Linked DNA regions of Mus musculus: all the other regions are linked to region 2. The links are chromatin contacts, called in public Hi-C maps. All regions are on one chromosome and are shown on one strand. Each heading gives the region's core, a stretch centred on a gene start, on an enhancer-like site or on the middle of the called end of the contact. The rest is flanking DNA. Distances are from core to core; before and after follow the strand shown. Region 1 overlaps Tmem117 (transmembrane protein 117). Region 2 has its middle 13 kb from the start of Gm31075. Region 3 overlaps Tmem117 (transmembrane protein 117).

Region 1 (2,700 bases), core at 25-2,524, 350 kb before region 2:
AGCTACATAAGCATGCAAAATTAAACCAATAGCTTAAAAAACCCTTTAAAATCTCAATTTGAAATTATGATGAGTCAAAAATATTTCTAAAGGTGTTTATGGCGATTATAGTTTTGCATAAAAATACAAATATATATTTATAATGTAAGTTGGTAAAATTCAATGATTTCTTTTTTATAAGTTAACTTGGTCGGGCTCAGCACACTGTTGGTCAGTGTTGAGTGTGGGAATCAGTCTGACAGTGTTTGATCGATGTGGTTGGTGTCTTCAGTCAGGTGGCTTTAAGTAACAGTAAAGAAACTTGCATTCAGTATGAGGTGGGCTTCATGCAGTCAGTTGGAGGATCTTAGGAATGAAACCTTAGGAATAAGGTTTCCCAGAAAAAGAAACATTCCAGAATGTTCCAACACCAGCTCCTGGCTGGTTCTTCAAACTTGTTAACCTGCTCTGCAGAACATGTGGGTTTGCCAACCCGACAATTCTATAAACAGGTTCTTTGAAATAAGTCTATTTATATACTGTGCATGTACTCAGAATCTGTTAGTCTGTCACCTGTCTCTCTGTCTTTCTGTCTGCCTGTCTACCTACTTACCTAGGAATTTACCTATCTAGCCATCTATCTGTTACCTATCTGTTTGTCTATCTATCTATCTATCTATCTATCTATCTATCTATCTATCAATCAATCATCTATCTACCTGGGTATGTATGTTTGTATGTATGTTTGTATGTTTGTATGTTTGTATGTATGTATGTATGTATGTATGTATGTATGTATCTATCTATCTACCTACCTACCTACCTACCTACCTAGGTATGTATGTATGTATGTATGTATTTATTATCTATCATCTATGATCTATCACTTATATTCCTCTATCATCAGTCTTCCATGTACTTATCATTTATTCTTTACCATCTGTATGCTACCATCCTCATCTTTTCATCCATCTACAATTACCTGCTGCCGCTTATTTGCTGATGCACCTTGATTGAGACCGTTCCCTAAATGGAATGTCTTTTTAAGACACGACATGGATGGTATTCATACGGCATTGTCACTTTCCCACCTCATTCTACAGCCCCTGTCTGTGCTTCTTGCCATTGGACATCTGCTTCCTTCTCCTTCCAGCCCTTCTTTGTCCTCTCTGTGGCCTTCTCTGCTCTCTGCTCCTCCCCCTCCCCCTGGGAGATTCAGGTGACTTTCATCCTAGCCTAGCTCCTCTCACGCAGCACTTCTCCTTAGGGCTTGTTTGCAAGCTCTTTTTCATTTGCTGTATGGTAATGACTGTGTCTCATTCATCTTGGTATTCCCATCACCTAGCACACTCTATGGCATATAGATGCTATTCAATCAATATAGCTGCAAGAATGAGTAAGTGGGTGGTCCTCTCCTTCAGGGATAAGCAGCTGCTTTTATGTGAAGTTGCAGATGGCTGGGAGGCATCCACAGTGCCTAGTCTTTCAGGGATGGATGTGTCTAAGCTTCTTGTACCTGCACTGCCTGGAGAAAAATCCCTAGCAGACTTTTTAATTGCTAGCAAAAATCTGATGCTGTCAGTTTTGCAGGGGTATAACATGTCTGCCAAAGTTAAGCCAATTGTGCAGAAGTCTCTGGCATCCTATGCGGGTGGCATAGATGCTTCACAAAATCAGATTGTAGATTTGCACTGACATATTTTTAACCTATCAAATTAATGGCTTGAATCTCTACCCGCAACCCCCCTAGTAAAGAGTTCAATATCGCTTTCATGTTTCACCACTGAGTTGACTCGAATAATGCCTTCCTGCTCCTGGCTCAGGCCCTGGAGTTTGCATTTTTTAAAGTAACAGCCAAAGAAAAGTACTGTATCATTTAATTATTCTTCTCTTCCCTGTGTGTCTTTCTATTGCTATTCACTGTTGAAATTTAGGCCCTAAAGGTAGCGTGGACTTTTGCCTCATAGGGCCCTCATAGGTGACTCTGTCCTGCATTGTCTGTGGGTGTCTCTAACTCCACAGTGGTTGAAGAGCTTCCACTGGTGAGAGTGTGCACTGATCCCAGCTGCTACTATAGTCCCCTGATCAGCCTGGCCATTTACATGGCCAGAGCATGTTTGGAGACGTCTTATCTTTCTGGACCGTTCTCAGGTTCTTTTTAACAGTCATGTCTAATGAGCTTACCTGTCAAGAGTCCTGAGGGCTGTGCTGGAGCCTCATCTTCTCCTCCAATAGCTCTCACTGCTCAGGAAACTGCTCAAGCCAGAGCTCCTTGCTGGACCCCAGTGTTAGTATACTCCAGGGTGATCTATATTACCCCTTGAAATCAAAGAAGTGGGTCAAAGTTTGTATGGCTCGTGCTGATGGTACCTGATCTCATCTCTACTCTAGACACCAATTTTATGTATATATATATACATACATATATATATATATATATATATATATATATATATATATATATATATACATCTATCTGAGTATGATGGGTGCCCTCAGAGTCACCTAAAGGTCACCTTTCTGTGACTAGATGCTAAGAAGTATGTCCCGTTCCATGCATCCCAAGGTTCCAACCTTGTCCTTTATTGTTCTCTGTCATGTTCTCCTCACCAGGCTGTATCCCAGATTGTCCATCCCAAGGCTGAGCCTGGATTCAGAAATCTGTTCTTCCTCTATGTCCCAGTACGAGCACATTCAATCTAAGTTAAAAAGAATTTTTCT
Region 2 (2,869 bases), core at 270-2,769:
CAACTCCTCCGTTGAGGACCCCTGAGCTCAGTCCAGTGGTTGGCTGTGAGCTTCCGCCTTTGTATTTGTCTGCCTCTTTTTATCCTGTGATAGTGTGCCTGTTTTTCTCTTCTTCTGATGAGGGCATGTGTTGGATGAGCAGAGAGGAAGTGAATGCCATGGTTCAGTCTCCCTGGCTCATGGTGGATCTGGGTGCACCCTCTTTTCTATATTGCTGCAGGGAAGATGGGCCACTAAGGCTCCTCCCCACAGTGCCCAGACCCGTATCTGCCATAAAGTCACTAAAAGAGACTCAGTGGATGTGGGTTTACATTTTTCTCCATAGGGTCACACATCATCATAGGATATATGTAAACCAAGATCCCTTATCTTGAAAATAAATTAAAATTTTGCTGTTTTCATACTTCTCCATATTTATTCTTATAGTTTCATTATGGAGATATAAAATTATTTAAAAATAAAGTATTGTTTCTAATTTGTACAGAGTTGTACTCTTATTTCTTACTGTTTACCAAAGCACTGAATACTACAAGTGTGCTATTTAGGTAAGACAGCATGCTTTAAACAAAACATTTTACATATGAGAATCACATATTTTGGTATCTGTCATTTGGAACAAAGACTAATTTCGGAATGTCATGCAAAGCATCTATGAACAATGACGAAACTCAACACAAACACTAGGGTTTGGGGGAGTTGCTCTCCCCTTGGCAGATAGAAGGAAATCAAGCAATGGCTATTCAGATTCTCCTGTCTGAAACTCTCCAGAGCCATCTTAGCCCAGTTGCTCCCCAACAGGTCTGTTCTTAAGGATGTTTACTCTGCAGAAGTATCCGCTCCTTCTTGGAAAACACCGAATTCAAAGATGGAAAACAGCATACCAATACCGAAAGGTCGGGATGAAACAAGGTCCCCTCCCCACCACAGAGGGGACCAGCTACACAGCCGGCAGAGTGTACACAGAGGCAGGGCAGCCTCCTGCTGCCTACAAGCATTCCTCCAACTCGAATCTCTTGGAGATGAGTTTACTGTTGTGGAATGGGTGTTCTGCACTTGGAAAAACCAAACCAAAGTCTTGCTCTGAAAACAATAGTTGCTTCTAAACTTACGCACTAGATCAACGACTCTGGGACCACTGCCGTGCCTGGGTTCTGCTGCCCTTCTGAGGAGCTCTTAACTCATCCGTAACAGGGAGCTTGGCTAAATGAGGTAATGCTTAGTGAGCCAAAGCTCATCTTTTATTCAGCATGTGTAACCTAAACTTTGTTCAAGTGAGTAATTTCTGTTCTCCAACGATCTATAGTATTGACTGCCGCTCTCGAGTGTTGAGGCACTGTTCATTTAGGAAAGGCAATCAGTTTCTCATCTTGGGGTACAGCCTAGGTGTCCAGATGGTTGGAAAGATGAAAGGGGGTGCTGCTGGCATAAAACCAAATCAAACCATGACTCTCTGCCAGTGTGGGAAGCGGAGCACCAGGGTGGTATGCTAGTCATTAAAAATGAGAGGAAAGGGATACAATTCAACATATGTTACTCGTGAAGTAGCTGCCTCTGAATGGTCTGCACTGTGTTCAACCTTAGGGAAAGGGAACTGTGCTGATAGAATCTGCTAGCAATGCTTCCTGCTAAAGAGCCAGGGGCCGGCAGTTTCAATGCATGCCACTTTGTTCTCAGATTCCCAGAATGCAGGAAGAGCTCAGCCACGGCATCTTCTCCAATTATCACAGAGTGAGAAACAAGGCATTAACGGTCTTGGTTTAAAGGGAGGGTGCTCTTAAGGAACAGTTAATTATTGCTTTCAGGGCTCTGCAGATAAAATAATAACCTCCCTGGGGCCTGCTATTTATAAGTCTCTAGGGAGGTGATCACTGCGAACGGATTTGCTGAATTAACATCCCTGAAAAGGCACTCGTGTTCTCTTGCCCTTCTTGGTATTGTGAGTTTTCACTCATCTTGTGACCTATGGAAAGTGGGGCCTGCCAGACACCGATATGCTTATAGTCTTGCCTTAGTTTTTACTACTGTGAACAGACACCATGACCAAGGCAACTCTCATAAGGACAACATTTCAATGGGGCTGGTTTACAGGTTCAGAGGTTCACTCCATTATCATCAAGATGGGAGCATGGCAGCATCCAGGCAGGCATGGTGCAGGAAGAGCTGAGAGTTCTACATCTTCGTCTGAAGGCTGCTAGTGGAAGACTGACTTCCAGGCAGCTAGGCTGAGGGTCTTAAAGGCCAGATCCACAGGGCCACACCTACTCCACCTTCTAATGGTGCCACTCCCTGGGGCAAGCATATACGAACCATCACAAGTCCTAAGCAGACTAAAAATGACTTAGGATATGGTACTCCAGCCTTATTTGACATGTATAAGTAACTAATTGAATATAGCCATAGATGTACAGCTTGCGCACGCTCGCGCGCACACGCGAGTACACACACACACACACACACACACACACACACACTTGTTAATCTCATAAAAGCAAGCAAAATAAATTGTTTCAGGAGATTTCAATAGAGATCTCAGTTACATGTAATGGAGAGTATATAAAACCTTCAGCTTAATGTCTATACTCTTGGACACTAAATTTCCTGTTTGCCAGAGCAGCATGGCAGACAAAAAGAGAGACAGCTTATATTCCGATGATATTTTAAATTAAAGATGAGCAGAAAGCTGGACAGAGGCACTTGTGGCAAACCCAGGAAATATAAAGATACTTAAATGTACATACGCAATAAATATTTCCCAGGCCAACATTCTTAGACATGAACATTTCCCTCACTCAGCTCACACTGGCTTTCCCACAGCAATGATGACTTGGTAACGGAGAGTGACTTCGCCGTCCCTGCTGTGGCTCACAGT
Region 3 (2,700 bases), core at 15-2,514, 450 kb before region 2:
CGAATGTTTGTTTCCGTATCGTGGTGCTTACGGACAGTACAAAGATAAACACGGATGCACAGGTATCTCTGGTGTGTGTTGATGGATCTCTTCTGGGATCTACCCAGGGGTGGTGTAGCTAGACCCTGGGCATTTGTGTTTTAAGTTTTTTGAGGACTGTCTGTGTTGAGCCTGCTGAGTTCTAATGCATCCTCAGGTGTTGAGGAGGCTCCTGCACTTGGGGCAGAAACTTAGAAACCACGAGCTTCCACTTAGCTTCCCATCCTTGCTGCTTTGGACAGCAAGAGGAGGTCTCCGAATGGTTCACGGTTGAAAGGCACCAAGCACCTGCCTTCCTCTGAGGCTGGCTTCACAGGCTCTGTCGGGTCTGTGTTTTATTTATTACCGGTTTTCATTATTCCTCCTTCGTGTGTATTTCTATGTGGGTTCCTTTCTTTTCCCTCATTTTCTTCATTCTCTTCCACTGGACTTTCCTCACAACCTTTACTTGTTGTTACTTTATTTTCCTAGATTCTGTAAGTTGCTGCGATAGCTATGAGGCGGCAGCATGACTTAACTAAGCTTCTGGTAAGGATACCTTGCATCTAAGCCCAAGAAGAGCATCCTTGGTCCTCGGTCTAGAGGATTCCTTGGTTTTCAGGCATCTGGGAGCATTGGCAGCTCATTTCAGAAAAAAGATGACTATAATGATAATTTATAAATGAGGAATTTGAAATCTTAGATGTAGATAGTGAAGTTATCATGGGATTTTGTTGTTGTTGTTGTTGTTTCCTCTTTGGCAGCTGTGTTTCTCTATGGACAGCTATGAGATCTGTCTGTGGAAGGCGCATCGTCCAAAGGCAGGGGTATGGATTAAAAAACGAACACTGGGATTAGGAGAGACTCATACATATTAATATTCGTAATTCATTTATTGATTCCTCAAGAACATATCACTTTCATGCCAGGAACTAACAGACTAACGTTGGCAGTTTAATAGACTAAAATGACATTTATGAATAGATTCTAGGTTTAAGGATCCCAAATCCTGCAGTTTTGAGATTCTCAAACAGGTGCGCCTCATTCTAATACCATGGAAGGGCTGTTTAAAGGATGTCTATTTGTGTTGAAAATGTAAACCACTAGAGGGCACTGTGGACAAACTTTTGTCCTTGTCGCTGTATTGGAGAAAGAACCTGCCAGAATTTAGTCAATTACCTATACCGTATGGCCCCTCTAGATTCATGTGTTTGAATGCTTGGTCCATAGGGAATGGCACTATCAGGAGGTGTGGCCTTTTTGGAGGAAGTGCGTCACTGTGTGGGTGGGCTTGGAGGGCTTAGATACAAGCTCAAGTCTGGCCAATGGGATCCAGTCTCCTCTTGGCTGCCTGTGAGATCCAGTCTCTTCCTGCTGCCTTCAGACCAAGATGTAGAACTCCCAGCACTCCTCCAGCACCATGTCTGCCTGGACTTTGCTATGTTTCCCACCATGATGATAATGGACTAAACCTCTGAAACTGTAAGCCAGCCCCAGTGAAATGTTTTCTTTACCAGAGTTACTCTGGTCATGGTGTGTCTACACCGCAATAAAAAACCTAAGACATCTGTACTGACCCAAATAATTGTTTGCAAAGTACTTCATAACACAGAAAGCAAAGTACTTTATAACTCAGAAAGTAGCAAATATATAGTATATATAGTATATATATATATAGTATATACAAATATATAGTATATATGTTCATAAGTCCTCAATATGCCATTATACAGTCCCCAATATAATTGTAGAACTCCATTTTTTTTTGCAGTGGGAAATTAACAATAATGATAACACATATAACCTTCCTAATATGGCTGTACAGCCCGTGTGGATCTGATATGGAGATTTTAGACTCCATACATGTATATCATTCATTCTCAGAAACATAAACAACAACAAAATACCCAGAAGACACCCCCCCCCCCCCACGGGGTTCACTTCCGGTTTTGGCAGGGACAGGGTTCATGAGTTCTGTCCCCAGGGCCCACTTGACAAATTGGCTTCCTGATGGCCGCTGCTCCACTTCTTCTGTGCTGTACTCTACCATTTCTTGATTCTTCCAAATTTCAACCCAGCCCATGGAGTTGTCCCTTATCCCCCTGCCCCAGGATGGCAAGCACAGTTTCTTATAATTACTGTCCACTGTCCAGCAGGAGCCTTCACTCTGACCATTCCTGTGGGAGCTGGCCTGTCCCCATGGTGCTGTAGAGTCTCTGTCTGCCTGCCTTGGAATGTGTCCCCAGGCTAACATCATCGTTACTTCAGAACCTTCACTGCTCGAGCCTGTATTTCAGCTGAGGATTTTAAACTATGTAGGAGAGAAAAATGTGAGTTAACAAGAGATGTGACAGGGAAGTGCATTTCAAATAAGCAGCCTAAAGCCCAGGGCTGGCGGGCTTAGGGGTGGGGCAGCATGTAGTAAGTAGCGCAGAGTGGCTCAGCTGGCAAAGGTACCTCCTGCAAAGCCTTAAGACTTGAGTTTGACCTCCAGGATCTACATAGCAGAAGGAGAGAAGTGAGTCCTATCAGTCATCCTCTGACCTCTTCACGCGTGTGGTGTCACACGCTCATAGACAAAATAAGTAAATAAATACAATGCCATAAAAACCACCAGGGTCAGGGAAGCAGCCTAGTTGATTCTGGGAAGGCAACTGTTCCTCAAGTCTTCTTGTCAAATGT

The links. A called contact is a pair of places that touch in the nucleus more often than the background predicts.
Region 1: a contact with region 2 is called in a Hi-C map of cortical neurons, with 2.0 times the contacts expected there. The contact joins two enhancer-like sites. A contact is called at or near these places in 1 of 484 Hi-C or Micro-C datasets (cortical neurons) and 1 of 115 datasets of contacts at active chromatin or transcription factors (astrocytes).
Region 3: a Hi-C map of cortical neurons shows a contact between it and region 2, with 2.1 times the contacts expected there. The contact joins two enhancer-like sites. A contact is called at or near these places in 26 of 484 Hi-C or Micro-C datasets (cerebral cortex, cortical neurons, differentiating embryonic stem cells and 7 more) and 3 of 115 datasets of contacts at active chromatin or transcription factors (astrocytes, embryonic basal ganglia and neural progenitor cells).

What each region holds. Positions count from the first base shown.
Region 1 is chr15:94,862,972-94,865,671 of GRCm38.p6, forward strand. The region is part of intron 3 of Tmem117 (transmembrane protein 117); the gene reads left to right. Among named protein-coding and RNA genes, the nearest start is that of Gm31007, 31 kb to the right of the region's middle. Within about 2 kb of position 1,275, at least 6 of the 459 cell types and tissues checked have an H3K27ac peak or open chromatin away from gene starts, as enhancers often do. A contact at or near this core is called in cortical neurons, where this site is marked.
Region 2 is chr15:95,215,637-95,218,505 of GRCm38.p6, forward strand. No RefSeq gene overlaps it. Among named protein-coding and RNA genes, the nearest start is that of Gm31075, 13 kb to the left of the region's middle. Within about 2 kb of position 1,520, at least 18 of the 459 cell types and tissues checked have an H3K27ac peak or open chromatin away from gene starts, as enhancers often do. A contact at or near this core is called in cortical neurons, where this site is marked.
Region 3 is chr15:94,768,192-94,770,891 of GRCm38.p6, forward strand. All of the region lies in intron 3 of Tmem117 (transmembrane protein 117), which reads left to right. Among named protein-coding and RNA genes, the nearest start is that of Gm25546, 88 kb to the left of the region's middle. Within about 2 kb of position 1,265, at least 9 of the 459 cell types and tissues checked have an H3K27ac peak or open chromatin away from gene starts, as enhancers often do. A contact at or near this core is called in cortical neurons, where this site is marked.